Linked DNA regions of Mus musculus: all the other regions are linked to region 1. A link is a contact called in public HiCAR-type and promoter capture Hi-C data. All regions are on one chromosome and are shown on one strand. The core of a region is the stretch at or near the end of the contact, and the rest is flanking DNA. Distances in the headings are between cores, read along the strand shown.

Region 1 (3,271 bases), core at 562-3,061:
GAGGTGAGCTTTGAAGTTTCAAATGCTCAAACCAGGCCTGGTCAGTCTCAGTCTCTGTTTGTCTCTCTTTCGGATCAGGTGTGAGCTCTCAGCTACTGCTCAGTACCATGACCCAAGTACGTAGCTTCCCTAAGGACCCTGAGCAAACCTCTGAATTTTCTCAAAGCTTCAATATTTTCATTTGTAAAAAGTGAGATTAAGGGCTGGAGAGATGGCTCAGCTGGTAAGAGCACTGACTGCTCTTCTGAATTCAAATCCCAGCAACCACATGGTGGCTCACAACCACCCTTAATGAGATCTGACACCCTCTTCTCGTGCATCTGAAGTCAGGTGCAGTGTACTTATGTATAATAATAAATAAAATCTTTGGGCTGGAGCAGTCAGGGACTGAGTGAGCGAAGTTGAACAGAGCGAGCAGAGCCGACTAGAGCAAGCAGAGGTCCTAAAAATTCAATTCCCAACTGTACAGCTACAGTGTACTCATATGCGTAAAATAAATAAATAAATAAATAAATATTTTTTAAAAAAAAAGGAAGAAAGAAAGAAAGAAGTTTGGGCATACTCATTCAGTCTAGAATTTTATAATCCACAAGCATCTTGAACGTTTAAAATGTAATGAAATCATCACACAAAAATTGGCACACAGAAAAAAAAAATTGGCACACAGAAAGCCCTTCAAACAAGATTTACTAAAAAGAAAAAAAAAAACCGAAGATTAACATATCCAATTGAAAAACTGTAAAGCTGCGATGTGACTCAAGTTTTGCAAAAACTTTTTTAGAAAACACGTTTTAGAAAATAGTTCTGTCCTCAGGTACGGTGAAGCAGGTCTCCAAATCAATAAAAACAAATGAAAGTAACTCCACTGAGAAGTGAGGAACTGATGACGAAAAACACACACACACACACACACACACACACACACACACAAAACGTTTGGTAATTTGCATATGGAGGTAACCACACTAACTATGGGGGGGGGGGGGGAACTACTTCAAATGTTACCTACTTCGAGATAAAGGAAACAGGTGCTACTCAACTTCTCCTCCTTGAAAAATATCCCCTCTGACTAACACGACTCATGTTTTATGACTGTGTTAGATAACAGAGTTAAAGACGGCTTAAATCAGGGTTGGCCATTTCCCCTCGGATCCAAAATGCCTTTGCAACCTGATAGCTACGAACAAAAGGCCCCTCTATCCTGTCTCTGCAGAACAGACCCCAGTCCACTTCCACCCAGCAGCGAATGCTCAGAGCAAGACCTGCTTCTGCAAACTCAGCAAGGCCCGCGGGAACTCAAACTTTGTAAACTCCACCAAGGGTTTAGGGGACATGGGAGCCTCTAGGAAGGGATCCAAGGGAGGTGACACCAGTCAACCCTCGGAACCAGAAAAGCATCGTCGCTGGAGGGCGTGTCGGGCAGCTTGGCGACGTAGCACTTGGCGGGACAAGGCCATTCATTAGCTGGCAGGGGCGGCGGGGCTGCGCTGCCAGGCCACCCGCCCGTGCCACGCGGCGCGAAGCTCGGCAGCCGCCCCCTCCGCGAGTTCCCTCCCCGGGCCCCGCTCCCCTGCCGGGCTGGCAGGACGCCTTCGCCGTCGCCCTCACCAGTCGCTAGATGAAGGTGCGCCGGCGGTCTCCGCGGGGCAGGCGCGCGGCCGCGCAGGGACTCATCCTTAGTGAAAGCTACCGGGGACAACGAAGGGAGCCAGGAGCCGGGACGCCCGAGTCAGCTCCGGGGACGGCTGCACGGAAAGCGACAGCCGCGACTGTCGGCGCCGGGACCGGGTTCGGGGAAACCTGAGCTAGAGCGGGCGGGACTCGGGAATAAGACGGGCGCTGATTGGCCGGAGTTCGTGTATGCCCCACAGTGATTGGTCGGGGCCTGCCCACAAGGCCTAGCGTGGCAGTACCTCAGCTGTGGCCTTTCCCTAGTATCCCAAAGGAGCATGACCCCTGCCGGCCTTGGTGCGGTCGACACTGGCTGCCGCCCTACACTCAGAACCAGTACTGCCCCTCTTGGTGCCAGATGTCACCCTAGGAGATCTGTCTCCCCGCAGGTCGACACTCGGAAAGGAGGTTAAGGCTGGGATGGAGGAAACAAGGAACTGGCTGGATGCCCAAGCACCACTCCGTAGAAACGTGGGCATCTTAGAAAAGTTGCTTCCCGGATCACTCGTAGTGGGATAACTGGAAAACCAGAGGTGTCCTCTCCCCAAGACTGGGCCCTGCTGCTCTGTGCCCCGCCTGTTGTGCCCGGATTGTCTGAGTGTCACTCTCTTTTTGTCAGAAGGCGCCATAGATTTTTCAGATCGCCACTGTGCGACCAGCTGCTGACTTGGGTCACATCTGTCTGCCTGACGCCAGGCTTACAATAGGTTTTCCTCCCTGAACTCTTAAATCTACAAGCCATTTTAAAGGTTGCAAATTGTGTGCCAATAATCAGTCCAGAACGGAAAACATACTCCTGCTGAAGTCTGATACAGAGGCGCCTTAGTAAACATGTGTTCAGGGAGGAGTAGCATGACTCAGAGAAAAACAGCACTTGGAGCCCAGAGTTGTTTGAACCTCGGCCCTGTTTGTGTTGCTGTATGAGCCACTGACACCATCATCTATTAAACGGAGTTAAACTCAATACCCTCTTAGACTGCTTCAGCCCAATTGCCTGTTTTGTAGACTTTGTAGGAAAGTAAGTTGCTAGATCAAACTGAAGGAGAGATGGAAACAGACCTAGCTCCCCAGCTCTCCTCCCAGTGCAAGGACTTAATTTGCTTTCTTACTTCCTACTCTGACCCATTCTGTAATGTATAAACAGTGACTTGGAAGGAAGCTGTGTACACACTCATGAACAAAGACGCTCAGTGATCTGGAAGCTAGTGATGTAAATAAATGTGTTGCCCTGAGTTCACATCTTTTATCTGTCTCTTCTTTGTATTGGGTAAGTCATTTAGGTTTTCTGAAGCCTTAATTTCCTCATCTGCAAAGTGGGAATGGAATACATGTTGCTGTAGTGAAAATGTGTTGATAGACGCCCGCAGCACTTAGCAGAGTGCCAAGCACACAGTAACACCACCTAGAAGTTGCCATGTCTCAAACGCTTGTAAGCATTGGGGGTACAAAATGTCCATACGGCCATAATCATATACACAAAAATTAATTGCAACTTTAACGAATCTGTGAAAGAAAATAAGAGGTTTCATCTGACCCCCCCCCCCAAAAAAAATGACAAACTAGGGAAGAAGTAGAAAATAACTAGGTGAAGCAGAAAAAG
Region 2 (3,271 bases), core at 330-2,829, 2.9 Mb before region 1:
CTATTTTGAAAATTTTATAGTACCCGAAATACACTTAAAGCTTCTATTATTTGTTTGTTCCTATGACATCTTTTATTCAGCAATTCATTTTTGAAACTATATATCCTACTAGAGTAAAACATTTCTCGCCAACAGGAAGGTGTCTGGAGCTGGATGGCTAGCTAGCCTATCTTGGATGCCAGTGACAGTAGATCCTGTCTCCCAAAACGGACTTAGCAGAGTGAGACAACTCGGCTGACAAAGGTACTTGATCCCAAGCCTGGGGGCCTCAGTTCAATCCCTGCGGTCCACCAAAAAGAACAAAGAAATTCCTCCAATTTTAAAAGGTATTTTCATTGCCTAGAGTTGTAAAATATGCATATATGCCTGTATGCATATATGGTTATATGGTGGAAAGTTCTTAAATTATAATTATATATATATATATATATATATATATATATATATATATATACACACATATATACATATATATAATTCTTATCTGACAATAAGTTTCAAACTAAACAATTATGTTGACCTAATGATGGACCAAACAAAGAGATTACCACTTGATCTAGCTAAATTATTGAATTAAAATACTGGTTTTTTAAAAATTTGAGGAAAAATCACAAAGACTATAGACTTTTTCAAGTTCCTATAAAAAACTACTTCCTACATCCCTGCCCCCAAGGTTTTCTCCTCCCATTCTGTTAATAAAATTCTAACAGGAATCAGACGAGCTGTCATCACCAAGACATTAAGAAAATGACTATAGGCCAGGTGTGGTTTGAACCCCAGCACTCTAGAGCAGAGGGAGAAGCGGGGAAGGGGAAAGAGGAAAGAAAAGAGAGACAGTAGGGTGTGCTGAGGAAAATTACTATAATAGGAGGGCTTGGAGAGGGCACGTACAGCTTTTCATTATAATGGCTGTCAAGAAATGGGTCGAAACCTTGCATTTCTGCAAGCTCGAGGTCAGTCTGGTCAACAAGGTAAATTCCAGGCCAGTCGGGGTTACATACTGAGACCCTGTCTCCAAAAGGGGAAGAGGAAGCTATAACAGACAAGTACATGACATGCCTGTCATTGCTCACGCTGATGTCCAGGCTCAAGACCAGAATTACTCCAAGACATTTAGAATTTGACACTGACACTCTTTCTAAAGATTGTAGCTATGACGAACAACATCCCACCCACCCCCACCCACCCCCCCGTTTTCTCTGTCTTTCCACATGCCAACACTCTACATTCAGCGGGCCTCTAATAAACAAACAGCAGTTGTGGGGGAAAAAAATCAACAGTGTCCTGGAAAAAAACGCACTCGAGGATCCCCATAGTGTCCAAACTCTCACGAGCAAAACGTAGTTTATTTGAAGAGAAACTCCTCACGAACCAAACAAGTACTTGCACTTGCGGGTAAGACCACCGGAGTCTCACAAAGAAGGAGGCCGCCCCGGCACCGTGAAATTCGGGAAGAAAGGGCTACCGGGATCACACACGTTGGAAACGCAGAGCCTTCATCCCCATGCGGACTGAGGGATGGAGGCGGCCCAGGGGGAGGGGAGAAGAACGACTGGTCACGTGGAAGGCCCGTGATCACTGACCGCGAGGGCAGGACAGACAGCTCCGGTTCTTGCAGGCCATGAGGAGGTAACTATTTAAAATGTGTGCAGGCCTCCTTCCCTGGGGGAAAACCCGGTCTCCACGCTGCAGCGGCGCCTCCATCCCGGCATCCTCCGCGCGGACTAGCAAGCGCGCGGCAGCTAAACGTCACTCCCCGCCATCAACCTGGCGTTGCTATGGCAACACAGCTGCCCCAGCTATGTCGCTGCAACCCGCCCCTGCATCGCGGGTGTTCATGGAACTGGTTCCCTGGGCTGACCGGGGCCGGGAAAACCATCCGATCTCGGCCGCGGAGGCGCAGCCGATCGGCCGCCGACCCCACGTCGCGGAGGCCCACCCCGGAGCCCGTGAGGTCCACGTGAGCGGCGCGGCCGAGGTGTCCGCCAGCCCCGACCGAGCGCTGGTGACCGTGCGAGTGAGCAGCACCAAGGAGGTGTCGGCCGAGGCCAAGAAGAGTGTGTGTCGCCGCCTGGACTACATCACGCAGAGCCTCCAGCAGCAGGGGTTTCAGGTGAGACTTCCGAGACGGGGTGCAGAGCGGGTGACTCTGTACCTTTGGGGATGCTTTGTTACCGCAGGATCCATTCTAGGGCGCAATGGATGTTTGACCTTTCCTTCTAGAATCTAGATGAAAGCCGTTATGGGCCGCAGCGAACTTGAAATCAGGAATGCAGGTTGGGTAGGGTTTTTGTTTGTTTGTTTTTGTTTTTGTTTTGAGACAGGGTTTCTCTGTATAGCCCTGGCTGCCCTGGACTCACTTTGTAGACCAGGCTGGCCTCGAACTCAGAAATCCGCCTGCCTCTGCCTCCCCAGTGCTGGGATTAAAGGCGTGCGCCACCACGCCCGTGGTTGGGTAGGTTTTTATCTGGTGATGTTTGCTACAGTGGTTTTGTTATTAAGATTAGAGTGATGAAATGTTTTTTTGAAAAATTACATGTAAATGTTTGCATAAGTAGAATGTTGAACCTTCTCCTCCCCCCTCCCCCCACCCCCCCTCCCCATACACACACTTTGGTAGTTTTTATTCTGCATGTTGAAATAGGTCGGTGAGGAGCCTGAACTGCTTCCATCCAATCAAAGGTTTGTGTGGAGTGGCTCTTCAATGTACTTATTAGCATCTATTTATGGTTTATAATGATCGCCTACCCCAAATTTTCCACCTTTTTAGTTTTAACTTTTTTAAGTCAATGTATGTAGGTGTCATAGGTGAAATATTTCTACTTTCTAGACATGTCTGTGGAACAAATCACTAAATAGGTCGCACCTTAAGCCTCCCTCCTTTTAACGAATGGGGCAAAAATGTCCACACAGCGACTCTTAGGCGTGTTTTAATATCACCACTTTCCAAATTTACGGCAATAAAATAATGCTCTGAGTTTAAAAGAAAAATATTTGAAATCCTGTTCCTGGAACCACAATCGAGATTGCTTCCAACTTTGCCATATTTCAGATAATTAATATGAAAGAAAATTAGAAGCTACAGACAGCCATCTCAATGTTAGCATTGTACAAAACAAGACCCCAGCTGCAGGAACCCTGGTTTTCAGGGGTGACTCTGATTTGGTGAAAGTGCAACCTAGTATTGCTTCTGTCCTAGAAATGTCAGACCTTTGAAAAACTGGTCTTTATTTTTAAAAAGAAAATGTATTTGTGTTGCATTTAAAACCAG
Region 3 (3,271 bases), core at 463-2,962, 2.8 Mb after region 1:
CAGTCATCTCAAGCTCCACTTGAGCCGGATCTTAGTTTCCAAGACTATTCCCATGGCGCCCTCTACAGCCCAATCTGCAAAATGGCATTTGGCTTCCTTCAGGCCAAATGATAAAGAGGAAGAAAGAATGCACAAATAGAGGCTACAGGTACAGTTTCTGTATAAGACAGTCCTCCAAATGACACTTCATTATTTTATTTGTTAGGAGTAAGTTATTCAGAGCCAGGCCTGGTGGTGCATACCTTTAATCTCAGCACTTGGAATGTAGAAGACAAGCAGATTCCTGTAGGTTTGAAGCCTTTATGTCTTTCACTCTACAAATAGAAACATTTTCACGGAACTTTATTGAGATTATAGTGATATTTAGTTTATGTTGAAAAATTCATCTTAATAATGTGTAATGTATCAACTCTGGGCAGGGATTGTTTAAATTTATTTAGATTTTGTTTGACTCCTGAGTATGTCTCCCCCCCCCCCCCCCTTTTTTTTTTGAGACAGATTTTACTGTGTCGTTCTGGCTGTCCTGGAATTCACTATTCTGTTGACCAGGCTGGCCTCAAACGCTTTTTTTTTTTTCCTGACTCTGGAGTGCTGGGATTAAAGGCATGCGCCACCACATTCAGTTTGAATTTGTTCATTTTTGAAGATTTAAAAAAATTATCTCGCCAGGCAGTGGGGGCGCACGCCTTTAATCCCAGCACTCGAGAGGCAGAGGCAGGCGGATTTCTGAGTTTGAGGCCAGCCTGGTCTACAGAGTGAGTTCCAGGACAGCCAGGACTACACAGAGAAATCCCGACTCAAAAAAACAAAACAAAACACATTTCAATTTTAGTAAGTGATTTTTTTCATTTCAAATTCAAATTATTTCTAAGCATTATTGGCAACACACAACATAACTTTTGTCTCTTGTCAATTCATATAGTTTGTGGTTTCTTCCTATTACAATGGAAGTCCAACATGTTGGTTCGATTTCAAAATGAACTTGAAAATTACTGTGTGCTGTACCAGAATGCTCAATTTGACGATACACTAGTGATGTAAATGGTTCATAGGATTTAAGAAACACGAAGCGTTCAGCTTCCTGCAGTGCTCTGTACAGCCAGAAGAGAGCCCCAGACCTTAGTAGGCTCTGAGACCTTAGCATAGCTGACTCCTGGACAAAAATACTATTCAGGCTGTAAAACTCAGCATGTAGACAGCGCCATCTGCCAAAACTATAACAAAAACCTAATCCATCAAAGTCCATAGTTACGGGAAAGTCTCTAAATGTACTAACCTTGCCTTCTGGCTTCTGAAGTTCTGCGTCTGGCTAATTGTTCTGAACTGAAATATATCAATCTGGGACATGGATTTTGTGGGGCTTCTCTGATCTCCTGAACATCAAGGGTAGTTGCAGTCTGGATAATAAGACTTTTTATTGGCTTAAACCCATGTTTAGTAGTCTTCTCTGGTGACTACCCTACAAAAGATATCACACCGATTTTCTAAGGCTCCACGTCTCCCACAGAGATATTTGGTCTGATTCTAGGATGAACACACTGAAGCTTCCTTCTCAGGTTCTATACTACTTTGGGATACTTGGGGTTCACATGAGAGAAAGGTGAAGGAATTTCATATCGCGATTATCAGATAGGTACTTGATCTGAATCTTGGTAATTCGATAGTGGACCCGGTGGAAAAATGTCCTTCTATACTTACCATAGTTTCCCAGAGGCTCATGGGTAATGTAGTCCCTAACATACAAGGCCCTCCCACACAGGAGCAGGTAAACAGCTCTGACATTTGGCTGGTAGGCATCTCTGTGTCCTGCGCTCTCTTGGCAGCTACCGCATAGAAAGTCGCATCCAGGCTCTGTGCTGACGCCTTTGCTCAGGCTGTGCGTTTCTTGCAGGGTTTCTGAAGGCGGGTGGGAAAGACGAAAAGAGGAGAGTGGTCTCGGAACCTTCGGGAAGCGGGACCCGTGCCTTCTACTTCAGTGGAAACAGAAACATAGGTGGGTCTTGGAGGAGGGACTGAGTCGCAGTTCGAGGGCGGACCGCAGCGGCTCAGGGGAAGGTGACTGTGAGACCCATCGTTCCCAGTCGGAACAGTCGGCCTGAACAGGGCTTTAATGGTTGCTTTATCCGAAGACTGCGCTAGGAGTATTTGGATCTGTGATTCCATCAGTCCAAAAGGGCCAACACGGACGCTCTGCCAAGGAGGTGAGAGCCCAAGATGGCGACTTGGGGGTGAGGGCGGTTCATGTCTGTGGATTGTCAGGGCCGGGAAGCCTCCTGTGTGAGCTCACATTCCAGTAAAGAATCTTGCTACCTGCTTGGCATCCATTTTTTGGGAGAGTTGGGGTGGAGAAAGATCGTTAATCTGAGACCGGATTACAAAACTGGGAATTTTCACACGACCCAGAAATCCCAAACTGCGAGCCTGGGAAAATTGTAAGTTGATACCACGGTGCTGGAGCCGGAAGGGGGAGGTCTGTGACCCACACATCTGTAAGAAAGAGGGTGGTTTTTATCCCAATGAATTGGCCTGAAATTCCTAGAGAAATTCTCCCGTAGTGACTGTACCCTTATGTGTATTGGCAATTGTATTCGTCAGTTTTCCTGTCTTTATGAAGTGATGTTTTTGGCACTTGAGGTTTGAGCTCTTAGAACAGTGGTTCTCCACATGTGGATTCTCAACCTGAAAGGGTTGGGGGTGGGTGGGTAGTGTCAAACGGCCCTTTCACAGGGGTTGACTATCACATAGATATCCTGCATATCAGAAGTTTACATTAGGATTCATAACATTGAGCAAAATTACTAATAATCTAATAATCATTAAAAATAATGTTATGGCTGAGGGTCACCACAGCATGAGGAACTGTAGTAAAGAGTTGCAGCATTAGGAAGGTTGAGAAACACTGTCTGAGGCTTTGTTTAGTTTCTGAAAATGTCTAGTACCAGAGATAAGAGGTTATCTCAGAAGATTCTAGTATTGTTATAGGAACATTTTCCTGGGAACAAAGTGGGGAGGTTTCATGTTCTGAAGAGGGTGTGCAACTGTAGCAATCCCATCCCCCTAGTGAGGAGGAAGACCATTAATAACAGACCAGGAGGCCCTGGGTCCTGGTAGGGAATTTACACCTGGTCCAAGCCTTTGACTGCTTCACTGAACTCCATAGAACGGCAGGCCCCTGTGATACAGGCTCCTTTGACGATCCCCGTACTGGGATCAACTGGGTCTGCCTACATTTTCATGGTAGAGATTGCATTATTGCAAGTTACCTACCGAT
Region 4 (3,271 bases), core at 250-2,749, 2.8 Mb before region 1:
AGGTTTATACTTCGGCAGATCTGTTTGTATAATGCACAATGTGCCGCTGGGTGACTACCATATCTATCTGAACGCCTCCAACCAAACAAAGATTAAAAAAAAATAAAATTAAAAATCTGGGTCTGAATCTACAGAAAACAAAAGACAGAGGAGAAGGGGGAAAAAAAATTTTAAAAAATCTTGCCAAGGTTCCTCCGCGGCTCAAAGGCCTTCTTGTGAAATGCTAATGCCACTTCGGAGCAGTTAGTCACCAGCTATTGTGTGGAGCTGGAGAAAGCTGAGCCGGCCGCGCGTGCAGAGCAAGCAAGGAGCTGGCGAGCGCGCTCTCCAGGCTTGCGCCGCTCCCGCTGCCGCCGCCGCCGCGCGCGCGCCCCCGCGCGGATACGCGCGCCGGCCCCTCCTCCTCTGGCCTTGCACTGCACAACACTCATGACGTATCTTTATTTCTAGCACATTAACAAAATATCACAAATAAATTGTCCGCGGACCCCGCGGCCCCGGGGCGCCCGCACCCCCGGCTGCCGCCCCCCGCAGCCCCCGCTCCGGCCTCCCAACCCTCCCCGTGGCCTTTGCAGCTTTTCCCGTTCTGGGGCCAAGTTTTTGTCTCTGTAAAAAATTGCGGGAAATTCAATTTTTATTCGACTCGGGGAAAAGTTTCTTTGCAGTGCGCTAGGAATGTCTCACCAGATTCTGGTAGGTCCTGGGGTGCTCCTTCCCGGTCCAGTCGGTGCGCCGGGGCAGCAGCTGCGGGGACAGGACGCCCGGTGAGCGCGGCCCCCGGCCCGGACCGACGCCGCTCCCCTCCCCAGTCCGCCCCGCGCCCCGCCGGGGACCCCCCGCGCCCCGCGTCCCGCGCCCCGCCGGACGCCCGAGCTTGCGCAGCGGCCCGGGGGAGGCCGTGCGGCGGCGGGACGGCGCCGGGCCGCCGCGCCCTTACCTCCTTCTCGGCCACTTCGCGGATCAGCACCTGCAACAACAAAGCGGGGACGCTGAGCCCCCGCGCCCCGGGCCGCGGCCCCGCCGCCGCCGCCGCCCTCCCCCACGCCCGCGGGCGGCCACCGCGAGCGCCCGCCCGTCCCCGCGCCGCGCGCCGCCTACCTGAGCCGCCTGCTGACAGGGTCCATCTTCCAGGAACCGGGCGATGAGGAAGTAGAGCTCTGCGCGGGAGAGAAGGACGGGGAGACACGGGCTGAGCGGCCGCGGGGGGCGGGGGCCCGCGGGCGAGTCCGCCCGGCGCGGCGGCCCCGCAGCGCCCGACTTACCCGATCGCAGCTCCGAGAGGCCTTTCCTCTCACGAGACATGTTTGCGGGTCACTTCGGGGCCGCCGGCGGGACACCCCGCCGCCGAGGGGACGCGGGGACGGTGCCGCCGCCTGCCCTGTAGCTGTCAGTGTGTGCTCACGAGCCGAGCCTCGGCTCCACCATTCAAGCAACGGCGGCGGAGGCGGAGGAGGAGGAGGAAACAACAACTCTCAGGCAGCGGCCCCGGCTGCGGCCGCCTCCGCCGGGATCCCTCCGCCGCAGAAAGGAGTCCGCGCCTTCGCGGCCCCGCACTCGCCGCCCCCGCCCCCCGCGGGAAAAGGAGTGCCTCGGCCTAGGCCCGCGCCCGCGCGGTCGTCGCTCCGCGCGCCCTGGGCCGCCACTTATTTATTTATTTCCAGCGCGAGGAGATGTCGGAGCCGAAGCGGCGGGCTGCCTGGCGGGCGCTTTCTCTAAAGAGGCCGCGGGCGGGAGGGAGAAAGGGAGGGAGGGGAGGAGGGGGCCGGCACGGCTGCGCGGAGGGATCTGACGCACACGGAGCCGCAGCACAGGCTCTATTCAGCGGCGCTGGCTGGGTTGAGATGGAAGTTAGTTTCTATGTAGCAGAAATAGGAAACAAATGAAGCAAAACTGCTCAAAGAGGGGAAATGCCGGGAGGACTGGGCTCACTCTCACGCACGCACAGAGACTCTCAGCGAGCACTCTCAAGCTGGGCCAAGTCGGGATCGCGCTGCCCTGCCCGACTTGAACGCTAGTGTTTGCTTTCAGTCTTGCCATGTGCATGTGTATAAATGCTGCGGATTGGCATCCGTGTAAGTCTTGTCCTGCGATATTTCTGCAGCCTGGGCAAGTGTTGTGTAATTTATTGGAGTGCCGTGGGTTGCAATAGAGGTTCGGGCTTTTTTTTTTTTTTTTTTTTTTTTGAGCCACTTGCGTTCTGCAAACCCGTTATTCCCCGAAGCCACCTCTGCATATTTCTTTTATTACTACCATCGCCTGAAGCGTTCGTTTAAAAAAAAAAAATGTTTTTGTTTTGATAAACGGGCAAGAGGAACTCCAGATTTGTACTTCAGCTCATCTTTTCCCCCACTTATTACAAAAAGGCTAGTGATGGCTAATTAGGGATTTGGAAGTGAAGAACCTTAAAGCTTTTTAAAGTGTTTACAAGAAGGGCTAATATAAACCTGAAGGAAAGGAAAGGGCGCTAGCTAATACTTATCTCTAACTGATATGGAGGTAAATTACTGACACGGTCGATAACCTACCGAAGGTTATTGAAAGAGTATATTACAGTTTAGCAAAGGTGATTAGTGATTAAATAATTTAAATTATCTGTGTATCTTGCAGTTGACTTCGTCATGCTAATTAATGGCTTCTAATTTACGGTGTAAACCATTCCTGTTTACAGTTAATCACGGGAAGACTTCTTAAAAACTGGCGAAAAGCAGAAACAAAAATCTTTTCGTAAATCCTAATGTAATTACTGGTTTTATATGATACATCGTTCATCTGTGTTTTGCTGATGAGGATAGGGGCCTTGTTATTTTTAAAACGAATATGGGTGAAATTAATGGAAACAATGGAAAAGGCCGTTTGTTAAAAAACAAGGACACCGAGTGATATTTATCTCCAGATGAATTAAGCACTTTCCAAAAAGACTTTGAGAGTTCAATTTTTTTAAAGGTTGGCCTTTTAAAGAGAATTAGGCTAGTCATTCTTTTGTTAATCCTTAACAAAAGATCCTCTTTGAATTTCTTAGATAATAAGCTGCATTTTATGGGTCTGATTTTAAAAGGTAATTTGTGAGGTAAGGACCAAGAAGCTGGATTGTGGTTTTCCGGGATTGTTTCCTCAAGCCCTGCACCCTCCTAGCTCCCTGCCTTCCTAGTGGGAAATGCTGCAGCCGCCTTAGGCTGTACTGCAAGAGCACTAAAACACCAGACATTCTCACACATGTGAGCACGAGGAAACCGTCTCAACCCCCTTTGGAATCATGGATGTAAAATTGCCT
Region 5 (3,271 bases), core at 271-2,770, 2.7 Mb after region 1:
ACCTCCCTTGAAAGAAACCTTAAAATCACTATCGCCTGACAAGCCAGATTTTGGAGCTCGGGTACAGAAGGACCGATTCACTAGATTCTTCCTGAGCACCACCCCTGACTTCACCTGCTAACACTCACTGAGAAAAACCTTATTACAAATGAAGCCCAATCAGCACAGCGACCGGCCCAGCCTGCCACATGCAGCAGTTCCAAAACGGAGAATAAGGTGTGTGAAGCAAGCAACGCTGGGCTTGTCTCTCTCCAAGGTAAACCAGAAAGTGCGCTTTTCCCGCCTGCCGCTTATAGATCAGTAACAACAGCCAGCGAAGAACAAAGCGCTCACACAAGCCACCTTCCCACCACCCAATTCCTCCACCCTTCACCCCCACACCCCAAAGCCCGCCCCCGACTCCGCACCCGGAGCGGCAGCCTCGCCACTGCGGCCGCCAGGAACCCATTAGAAACACGTGCTCTGCGCCTTCAAATGTCCTACAACTTCCTTCAACGGAAACCCACCGAGTACCGGGCCAAGACGGTCATCACCGCCTCCCAACATCAACCCGCAGTCGCGGTGCGAGCCCCCTGAACCGTGCAACCGCACCATCTCGCCCCTCAACACTGAGGCCGCCGCGGCGCCAGGCCACGGGCTTTCCCCGCCCCCCAGCGCTGCCGTCTCCGCCGTGACACATGGCTCTCCGCCCCGGGCGCTCCCGGGCGCCCGCGACCCCCAGCCTCCCGCACCCCTCGGTGCAGTGGCTGCGGCGCCGAGGCCGACAGCCCGCGCGGGGAGGGCGTTCCGCCGCCAAGCACACGCCCGCGGGAGCCGAGCACCGCCCAAGCCCGCCGGCCGGTCGCGGGACAGCACCCCGCGCCTCTCCGCCCACTCCCGCGCCGCCGGCCACGACAGCACCAAGTCCGCCGCTCGCGCTCCGCGCGGGCCATCGGGCTGTCGAGGCGCCTCCTCCCGGAGCGCCGCAGACAAAGCCCAGCCGCGGCTGCACATGGGGAGAGGAGGAAGTGGCGGCGCGGCCGCGGCCTACTCTCCGGCAGCCCCGGCCAACGTGCTCTTCTCTCCCCCTTGGAATCCATTTTCCAGAAAAGCCGGTTTCTCCCCGCGCCGCCCTCCCCCAAGCACCCTCCACAATGTCACGGAGCTCCCCTCCCGGACCCGGGGGCCCGCGGTCGTTACCTCCCCGCGGGGCTGGGGCCGAGGAATCCTGTCCGACCGGGTCGGCTGGCGGGGAACGCGTGCTCGCTGCTCCCTGTGTCCGGCGCGAGTGGAGCTGTTGTAAAATGGCGGCCGAAGCTCACGCCGCTGGCAGCAAACCCGATCCAGTTCCACTCGCCTCCGAGCGCGCTCCCGGTGCGCGCGCGCCCCCGCGTGACCCCCCTTCCCTCCCCTCCCTGGCGCGTCCGCTTCTCTCCCTCACTCCCTCAGCTCAGCCCCTGCCCTCCGACAGCTCCTCCTTCTCCCCTCGCCACCTCCGCCGGCCGCTAGCCGCCCTGTCCTCTCAGCCTTCGTCCTTCCTTCCCTGCACCTCCTCCCCCAGCTTCCCCACTCCCGTCCGCGGCCGCTCACACACGAGTGGCCGCCCTTCTTCCTCTCTGGCTCTCTCTGGCTTCACGCCCTCCCTCGCTAGCTCTCTCTCGGCCCCGTCCCCAGTCCCTGCCGAGTCGCTCTTTCTCTCTCCCGCGCTGACGTGACGACGCAGACGACGCCGCGGGACGCGCGCCCGCGAGCCCCGCCTCTCGCCCCGCCCCTAACTCCCGGTCGGGGGGGGGGGAGAGACCCCGCCCTTCCGCCGCGGCGACAGCGAGGGGCCGAGTGAATGAGAGACCCGCCCTCTGTGCGGACACTCCCTCTCGCTCCGCGGGCGGGGCCGCCGGCTCGGCGTGTCCCACTCGTTCTTTGTCAGGAGACAAGCATATCCCCACCCCGCCCTCCCCGCCCCCCACCGCCCCACCGCCGGCCTGGGCTCCGAGGGTGCCCGACGTTGGCTGCCCGCTCTGCCGGGGCTGGGGCTGTCGCCGCCGCGGCCGCCCCGCGCCCTGGGCGCTGGAGAAGCTGCAGGCGCACGTGTCCCCCGGGGCGGGGCGAGGCGAGGCAGACAATGGGGCTGCGGGGGAGGGGAGCTGCACGGGGAACGGCGGAGCTCGGGGCCACCCGGTGGCGGGGCTGGAGTTCGGGAGTCACCCCGGGGAGCCCCGGCTTCCGCTGCTAGACAATGGGGTATCCCGCGGCCCGGCGCGCGCCGTCCTCCGCTTCCACGAATACCCTGGGCGGAGGGAGGGGCGCCGCGGGTTTGCGAGGAAATCCCTGTGCCTCCGGCTCGGGGATGACAGGGAGGCCAGATTTGGAAGCTTAACCGACCCGGTGGTGTTGGATTGTGCAATATTCCGTTTCTGTCCCTGGCCTTTTAAGCAGTTAAGTGCTCCTCCTGGCACACTTTGAACAACTTGAAGCAGCACAAAGCTGCGTGATTAGGACTACTGTGAGGGAAATGTGTTTCTTTTCAAGCATCTTGGCAATTAAATGTTATGTGAAGTGACATTTCCTTTGTAACCATTTACTATGGACAAGAAAGACAAGACAAAGGCGTTTGTATCTCAGGCGATATGGATACTAATTTTATCCAGAGCGACTGTAATGAAAAATGGCATTATCCTCTTTGAAAAAAAAAACAAAAAACTACAATTAGAAAGCTACTTGTTCTTCCAAATGAGCTTTATGCTATGATAAGCCAGTAAGTAGTCCAAGGAAACTTAGATAAACACTCTTCAAAGTGCCTAGACACATAAAATTGAGCTTTTTTTCTGTTGACAGGTGGATCAAGTAGGAAATATTTCTGAAGTACTGCTATCCAAAACCTGCTTAATAAGGCTTTGCCTATCCACCGCCTACATCCCATACTACCAAACATATCCTTGCTATGGTATTTAATTAATTCAGCAAGATATTATAGTTAGTACCACAAAAGTCTGGATAATGATAGCATTGAAAAAACAACCAAAGTGGTAATAGAAAGACCGTAGGTTAAACAAGGTGGAGAAAGTTTGATACTTACAGTTCTTATTTAATGAGCCCTGAATAGAAAAGTGCCCCTCCCTAGGCAATGTCAAGAATTCTCGAATTGAAACCTCTCCTCTCCAACTCTGACCTAAATTCCTTTCATGTTTTAGACCCTTTTTTTCCCCTTGCATATTTTAAAAGATTTAATTATCTGTATGTGTGTGTCAGCATGTGAGTATGAGCATGTGAGTGCAGGTGCCCACAGAGGCAA
Region 6 (3,271 bases), core at 549-3,048, 2.7 Mb after region 1:
GACGGGGCTGGAGAGATAGCTCAGCAATTAAGACCACTGACTTCTCTTCCAGAGGTCCTTGGTTCCAAATCCCAGCACCCACATGATGCCTCACAGCCATCTGTAATAGTGTATCTGAAGACAGCTACAGTGTACTCATACACATAAAATAAATAACTTTAAAAACCACCCATAGACATAAAATAATAAAATAAAAGGGACAGTACTGTGATGTTTAATGTCACTTTAGTTGATTCAATAGGAACAAATCGGGGGGAAGTATGCAAAAATAATTTTGCTCACAAATATGACCATTCAGAGATAAAAATGTATGTGTATTTTCTCCCTTCTTTGCATAATACCAATTCATAGTACAGATCACATATCACATTACATTCTATGACTTCCTACTTTGGTGACCTCAGAATTGCTAGTTCAATCTGTCCCCAACACATGGCTGATGCACCTTAGAGAAGAATTATACTTTAGTCAGTTTCCATCGAAGAAAGTTGAGGACAAAACTCACATCCTATAGTTTACATTTTGCTCGGCTTTGCTAGTCCAGCTTGAAACACCTTTCAGAGGACAGAACTGTATTAAGTAACTAGTAATGTCTGCTGTTAAAGGAACTCACTTCTCCCACAGCCCTACAATCAAGCACCTCATCATCACAAGCCGGGCACTTTTTCTGTAAGACAGTAATTCATAGTAATTACTATCTGTTAATCTATCGCTTAAGCCCCAATTCTACAAAGCCACCAAGATGGCAGAAACGAGAGAGAGAGAGAGAGAGAGAGAGAGAGAGCGAGAAATGAAGGAAAACAACAAAACTGTTGTCAGAATCACAGGAAATAGCCTTAGTGAAACTACTAAGTCAAATCTCTTGTGTATGTTTCTCACTGTTATTCTTGCAAATGAATTACTTCAAAATAAAAGGCGACTGCTTGTTCAAAACAGAGAAAAGAATGTGACGATGTTTTTAAGTACACATCTTTTCTACTATCACTGCACCCATACTACTTCTGGAAATATAAAACACAACAAGCTTCAGGGGCGGAGACTTCTGACCTCAAAATGTCAATTTAACTACAGATCTTGAAAAAAAAGAAAAACCAGAATATTGTAGAGTTGCGATGGGTACTACACTGCTTTCTGACTTTGGGTCAAAAACCAGTATTTTAAAGAGACGAAATTGTGGTTGCAAAGGTGTGTGCCGGTGTGAGGGCGTACTGTTGCGAGAGAAGGCTTCCCCAAGAGGAGAGGCTGCGACAGAACCTTGAAGCCACCTCCCTCCGATCACCTTTACTGAACTGAGGTGGCATTACAGATTGTAATTGTAAAACAGACGATAAAGGCTCGTCATTGAGAAATGGTCAAAAAGGAGAGGTTGAGAGCCAGGTAACCACGAAGGCTGCGTGGTCCCGGGCCCGCACCCGTCCGCATATCCGGGAGCAACCTGGGCCGCCCTTCCCGAGACCGCGGTGCAGAGTGCGCTCCTGCCCGCCGCCCAGCAGCCTGCGGGCTCTCGAGCGGCCGCCGCGGGGCCAACAGCAGGTACCTGTTGAGGAGCAGCGAGGCGACGCTGAGGCAGAGCAGCAGAAAGCAGAACAGCGGATACTGACGGCAAATCTCGCGCCCCACGTCCAGCCGCAGCCGCTGCTTCAGCCTCCCGCAGATCGTCCGCACCCAAGACCCCATCTCAGTCCACGCAGGGGAGGACGTGCCGCCCTCAGAGGCAGAGGCGGAGGGCACCCCCAAACCCCGGCGGCGGAGCCACATTGCCACCCACCACCCAGCTTCACAGCTAGACTCAGCCGCACAAGGCCCCGCCCCGCAACCCTCGCCGCGCGTGCGCAACCAACGCCCCAACCACACGCAAGGCCGCCCCAAGGCCGCCGCCACCATCCCGCGGGAGGACTGGGGAGCGCTCGGACTGACGTTCTGGCGCGGCCACCCACTTTCCTTATCCGGAAGTCCAGGGAAACCTAGAATGCAGACTGGCAGAAGAGTGTGGGAAAGCTAATTGCACAGCAGCCGCGTGCGGCTCCTGGAGCCCTCTGGGAAATGTAGTCCATACAGCGGACCCTGCCGCCTCAACCTCTCGGATTCTCGTTGCCACACCTAAGGGAGAGGAGGAAAGGACGCCTTCAAGTCCGCTTTTTAAAAGGGGATCAAGCTGGGGCGTATGACAACCTACCCGCCCGCCACCCACCCGCAATCCACCTCCGAAAGAAAGTCATGTTAGCCACGTAACCAACAACGAGGGAGTCACCTCACCCCGCGATCTTAACCATAACCCAGCGTGTGACGACAGCAGGCTTGGAATCTGGATAGTCCCTTTTAGAATTTCATTCAGCATTTTGTAGGAGCTAAAACTCAGGCATGTAAAGCGTTTGAATTTACCCTACAAACATTACCCTTAGAGCGTAAGCTATTCTAGTTTCAACTACAGCATAATCACATCGCTGAGACAAGCAAGATCCTGCTCGGGATCGCTTCTTAGCGAAAACAGAATTTCATGCTATTCTGACACTGGCAGTTTCCATCAAGCCACCTCTCTCCCCTAGACAGGGAAACAGAACTCCTTGTTTTCTCAAGTGTATGTGCAGCTTCATTAATATTTTCAATATTCTGAAAAGGTGGGTGATCCTTAGTGGCTCATTTCCTTTACAGGATGTACCATCCTTTCTTCCCATTACAGCTGTTAGAAATTCAGGTCTTTGTCCTTAAATTTACATGTATTCCTAATTTCTTCAGAACCAACTTTAATACAACGTGTACCAAAGAACATTAAATACACACTAGCAGTATCTTTAGATGACAGTAACATTTCCACTCATGAAGTGTGCATCTGTCACCAAATTCTTTATATATATATATTCTTTATATACTCATGTGAAGTTTCAAGGTACACACTTAACATTCACTTTTGTAATTTTACACTGTTAACTCCACAAAGAGCACGGTAAATCCCAACAGGGATCAGTAGTCTGGACACAGCAAATACACACTCTCAAACAAATCACAGGACCAAAGGGCTGTAACCCAGTAATAATGTTTACCAAACGTGTAGGGTTTGATACCGAGATTTGCAAAATAGCCTTCCCTTACTGAAATAGACTGGGGCTAATAATGAAATAGAAACCGTTTGGATTAAGTGTATGTTAATCTTCATGCACCGTAAAATGCCTAGTGTGAATCTAAGTGATTTAAACTGGTTAGTCATTTGTCTTGCATTTTGTATTGCTTTGCTTCTAAGTTTCTGAACTTGTTAACCAAGATAGTGTACCTT
Region 7 (3,271 bases), core at 374-2,873, 2.6 Mb before region 1:
CTTCGGGATTCACAGCTCCACTCTAAACCAATGACTGGTTAATGAAATGTTGGCAATGAATCTTAAGACGCTGCTCAATGAGACTAAAACAGTTCCGTGGTTATGTAGATTAAGCCAGATAAAGCACATCAGACTCCACCCACCATGAGACACAGAGTAGGTTCATGTTCTAATAGTATGATCGATTTTCTTTTAAAGAATGGAGGTGCTTGGGCTGGCTCAAAGAGTAAATACACTTGCTGTAGATCCCCACAACCCACACGATAGGAGAGAGCCTACTACTGCAATCTGGGTGTCAGTGCCTCCTGTGAATACAATCAATCAATCAATCAATGTAATAAAATACATTTTAAAGGAGTGGAGTTGTTTATAATAAAATTCTTAGTGACGATGCATAAGGAAGCAAAAGCTTCTAAAAATTTTAAAGCTTTGATAGTTTTAAATAAAGCAACCACACACACACACAGTGCACAGTCTTCGGGAGAAAACGGTATTAACCAAGTTTCAACTTTAATGGCCAAGATGGTTGACTTGGGTCCTTTGGGCAGGTGGCAGGAAGGTTTTTTTCTTAGGACGCAATCCTCACACATCGCTTTTCTCTGGGAGGGGTAGAAAAATATCTGCCCTTCCTTCACCAGTCCAATGACAAGTCGAAGCCCCACCCTGAGGGAGCTGTGTGGCCCCACGTGTGGCTCATGACGTCCCTGCGCGGAGGGGACACAACCCACCAGGGGCAAAGGAGAGACTAAAAAGACCTCGGTTCCCTGCCTGGCCAAGCGTGGGGTCGTGGGTGGGACAGTGGCAGGGGCTTGGTGGCCCCTGACCTTGGCAGGGTCAGTGAGCTTGGCACCAGTCCCCTTCTTTGCAGCCTACCCGGCGCTGCGCACTGCCCCGCCCGCCCTCGCGGCTGGTGATTGACACCGGAGTGGGTACATACGGGTCCGCGGCGCAGCAGGGCTGGCGTAGGGAAACATGGCTTTCCCTCTCCCGGCCTTCCGCCCGCATCGCGCTCGCCCAGGGCACGGCCCAGGGGACACTCCGGACCCCGCCTAGCTCCTCTGAGTGCTTCCACGTTTTTCGATTTCCCTGGCCCGGGAGACTCCTCTCATTGCTTTCCCTCCACCCTGAGAACAACCTGAGTTTGCCAAGAGGAAACTCCTGCGAGGGGGATGGATACCCGCCCTGGCTGCTGGCAAGAGATGGAAACCATTCCAAGCAGGAGTTGATGGAGAGGGGAGGACGTCCCTGGAGGGAAAGTAACACTCAGAGCTCCGTGCGGGGCGAGCGAGGTCAGCAACAGGCATTTGCAGAAGGAGCGGGCAGCGGCCGTGCCCAGCGCCTGAGTTATTAGGCGCATCGCCGCGTTCATCGCAGCGCAGGGGGCTTACTCCAAACACACTCGAGGGCCTGCGAGCAGGGTTTTTTTTTCCCCCTTTACAGGACTTACCTTTCTCTTCGGCATAATGACTACGTTGGTGCAGCAAAAAAAGTAAAGCAATGTTCTGGGCCGCCTGGCACACTGCTGGATGCTGCCTGGCCGCTGCTGCTACTCCCGCAATGGGCTCGGCTAGCCCGGCCTCTCCGACCTGCACCTCCGCTTCCTCCCCCGGCGCTCCACTCGCTCGCATCCCGGTCCCCCAATGGCGAGCCCTGCCAGCCAGCCGCGAGGCCCCATTGGCTAAGAGAACGTTCTAAATTCCACGAGGGCACGCCCACCCCCGTTCACCCGGTACGCGCAGTTGTAGTTTCCACTTCACTGGGAAAAAAAAAAAAAATCTGCCTGGCGACTGAGCATGCCCAGTTCAACTAGTATCCTTCAGGCTGCACTAACTTGGAGTTTCATTGTTTGACGTGCCTTCTTTGGATTAAACCATTGTGCATCTTCATAGGAAAAAAAAGTTTAGTATTAAGTAATGCTGGGTTAACTTTATAAAGTAAATAGGGCCACGGGGTGCCTTGTACAATTGTTACTTATAAAAGCTTGTAACGGGTGTTCATGGTGCGGGTCTATACAGGGTAGGAAGGTCTGTTCTGGAAGAGTTTCCACAGTTTCTAAGGTTCTCAGTTCCATCTCTAGCAAATACCATCCCCCATCCCCATAGTTCCTTGGTCTAATTGTTTTGTTTTTTGTTTTTCTTTAAGTCTGTGTTACAAGTCATATATGAATTCAGCCAATTATTCAGCTATGTGTGAATAATTGTTATAATTGATATAAATGTTTGTTGTGGAAACTAAGGGGAAATCGAGAAATGTAGGAACAAATAAATCACTTATATATTAAATATGTACATTTAAACGACACCTGCCAGGTTACCATTTTGTGTATAGTGTAATGTTTCTCGACATTCCGCAAAGAATTGCAAAATACATTATCTGAATTTATTTAAGACCGGTTTTATCCTGACTAAAGACCTCAGACCCGGGAGGCTGGGGGGGGGGGGATTTTTTGGTCAACATCCTTCATAAACATAGGCACAAAGACACAGACAAAATTTTATCAAATCAAATTCAACAACATTTTTAAAAAGCTAATACATAACCAGGGGAGTTGAACCTGGGAACACAGGATTCGTTCTGTGAATCAAATCATCCTGAAAATCAATCAGTGTGATCATAGCACTGATTCTATTATAATTATATAATATGATATATAATTATATTATGTTTATTATAGCACAAAGCTATAATCGGGACTGTGACCATCTCAAGGGCTGCAGGGGGAATGCTAGGGAATGGGTGAGCAAGTCATGATAAGTCTACAGTAGAATATTACTCTGTGATCAAAGAAATAAGTTTTCCCTGATGAGATAAATAACAAAAGAAAAATGCTAAATGGAAGTCAATACAAGACACTATACTGGGTGGTTTTGTTTATATGAAATTCCAGGAAAAACAAAGCAAACTAAGCAAGATTAGCCCGAGAATCATTTACAAGCCAAAAGACATCTTAGGAAACTGCTCTAAAGCCTTACACTGTGTAGTGGCTATTCCTGGTTGTCAACTTGACAATATTTGGAATGAACTACAATCCGGAATTGGAAGGCTCACCAGTGACCCTTATCTGGAGGCTTGGAGATCCTTATCTGGATCTTGGTTTGAAGATCTTGAGCCATAGTGGCTATGGATTCCAGAAGATTGAATCTCCGAGTTAAGGAACACACCTTTAATCTGGGCTATGCCTTTCATCTGGGATTAAAGGTGTGGTGGAACACACCTTTAATCTGGGCTACACCTTTTGCTGGAGACAATATAAGGACATTGGAAGAAAGAA

The links. Promoter capture Hi-C pulls out the DNA fragments that hold promoters and counts their contacts. HiCAR-type assays count read pairs that join an accessible place to other places. Capture Hi-C pulls out chosen DNA fragments and counts their contacts.
Region 2: a HiCAR-type map of astrocytes shows a contact between it and region 1, with 3 times the contacts expected there. The contact joins the promoter of Irak1bp1 here to the promoter of Ibtk in region 1. A contact is called at or near these places in 2 of 39 promoter capture datasets (hippocampal neurons and pre-B cells), 1 of 115 datasets of contacts at active chromatin or transcription factors (astrocytes) and 1 of 9 other capture datasets (adipose tissue).
Region 3: a contact with region 1 is called in a promoter capture Hi-C map of pre-B cells, with 4 times the contacts expected there. The contact joins the promoter of Zfp949 here to the promoter of Ibtk in region 1. A contact is called at or near these places in 3 of 39 promoter capture datasets (erythroid cells, liver and pre-B cells), 4 of 115 datasets of contacts at active chromatin or transcription factors (astrocytes, large pre-B cells, pro-B cells and 1 more) and 1 of 9 other capture datasets (liver).
Region 4: a promoter capture Hi-C map of pre-B cells shows a contact between it and region 1, with 6 times the contacts expected there. The contact joins the promoter of Phip here to the promoter of Ibtk in region 1. A contact is called at or near these places in 5 of 39 promoter capture datasets (the HPC-7 cell line, erythroid cells, hippocampal neurons and 2 more), 2 of 115 datasets of contacts at active chromatin or transcription factors (astrocytes and thymic regulatory T cells) and 2 of 9 other capture datasets (adipose tissue and liver).
Region 5: a promoter capture Hi-C map of hippocampal neurons shows a contact between it and region 1, with 4 times the contacts expected there. The contact joins the promoter of Syncrip here to the promoter of Ibtk in region 1. A contact is called at or near these places in 3 of 39 promoter capture datasets (erythroid cells, hippocampal neurons and pre-B cells), 2 of 115 datasets of contacts at active chromatin or transcription factors (large pre-B cells and pro-B cells) and 1 of 9 other capture datasets (adipose tissue).
Region 6: a contact with region 1 is called in a promoter capture Hi-C map of liver, with 6 times the contacts expected there. The contact joins the promoter of Snx14 here to the promoter of Ibtk in region 1. A contact is called at or near these places in 5 of 39 promoter capture datasets (embryonic stem cells, erythroid cells, hippocampal neurons and 2 more), 3 of 115 datasets of contacts at active chromatin or transcription factors (large pre-B cells, pro-B cells and thymic regulatory T cells) and 2 of 9 other capture datasets (adipose tissue and liver).
Region 7: a promoter capture Hi-C map of pre-B cells shows a contact between it and region 1. The contact joins the promoter of Hmgn3 here to the promoter of Ibtk in region 1. A contact is called at or near these places in 2 of 39 promoter capture datasets (hippocampal neurons and pre-B cells).

The regions. Positions count from the first base shown.
Region 1 is chr9:85,747,523-85,750,793 of GRCm38.p6, forward strand. It overlaps Ibtk (inhibitor of Bruton agammaglobulinemia tyrosine kinase), which reads right to left and starts at 1,812. Exons shown (of 29, transcript NM_001081282.2): 1 at 1,609-1,812.
Region 2 is chr9:82,828,227-82,831,497 of GRCm38.p6, forward strand. It overlaps Irak1bp1 (interleukin-1 receptor-associated kinase 1 binding protein 1), which reads left to right and starts at 1,580. Exons shown (of 4, transcript NM_022986.4): 1 at 1,580-2,113. The coding sequence starts at 1,802.
Region 3 is chr9:88,546,308-88,549,578 of GRCm38.p6, forward strand. Zfp949 (zinc finger protein 949) reads left to right here and starts at 1,713. Exons shown (of 6, transcript NM_001142943.1): 1 at 1,713-2,201.
Region 4 is chr9:82,973,990-82,977,260 of GRCm38.p6, forward strand. Phip (pleckstrin homology domain interacting protein) reads right to left here and starts at 1,500. Exons shown (of 40, transcript NM_001081216.1): 1 at 1,263-1,500; 2 at 1,099-1,157; 3 at 938-967; 4 at 685-744. The coding sequence starts at 1,302.
Region 5 is chr9:88,480,877-88,484,147 of GRCm38.p6, forward strand. It overlaps Syncrip (synaptotagmin binding, cytoplasmic RNA interacting protein), which reads right to left and starts at 1,521. Exons shown (of 11, transcript NM_019666.2): 1 at 1,180-1,521.
Region 6 is chr9:88,437,131-88,440,401 of GRCm38.p6, forward strand. Snx14 (sorting nexin 14) reads right to left here and starts at 1,799. Exons shown (of 29, transcript NM_001359958.2): 1 at 1,538-1,799. The coding sequence starts at 1,677.
Region 7 is chr9:83,144,984-83,148,254 of GRCm38.p6, forward strand. It overlaps Hmgn3 (high mobility group nucleosomal binding domain 3), which reads right to left and starts at 1,624. Exons shown (of 6, transcript NM_026122.4): 1 at 1,448-1,624. The coding sequence starts at 1,462.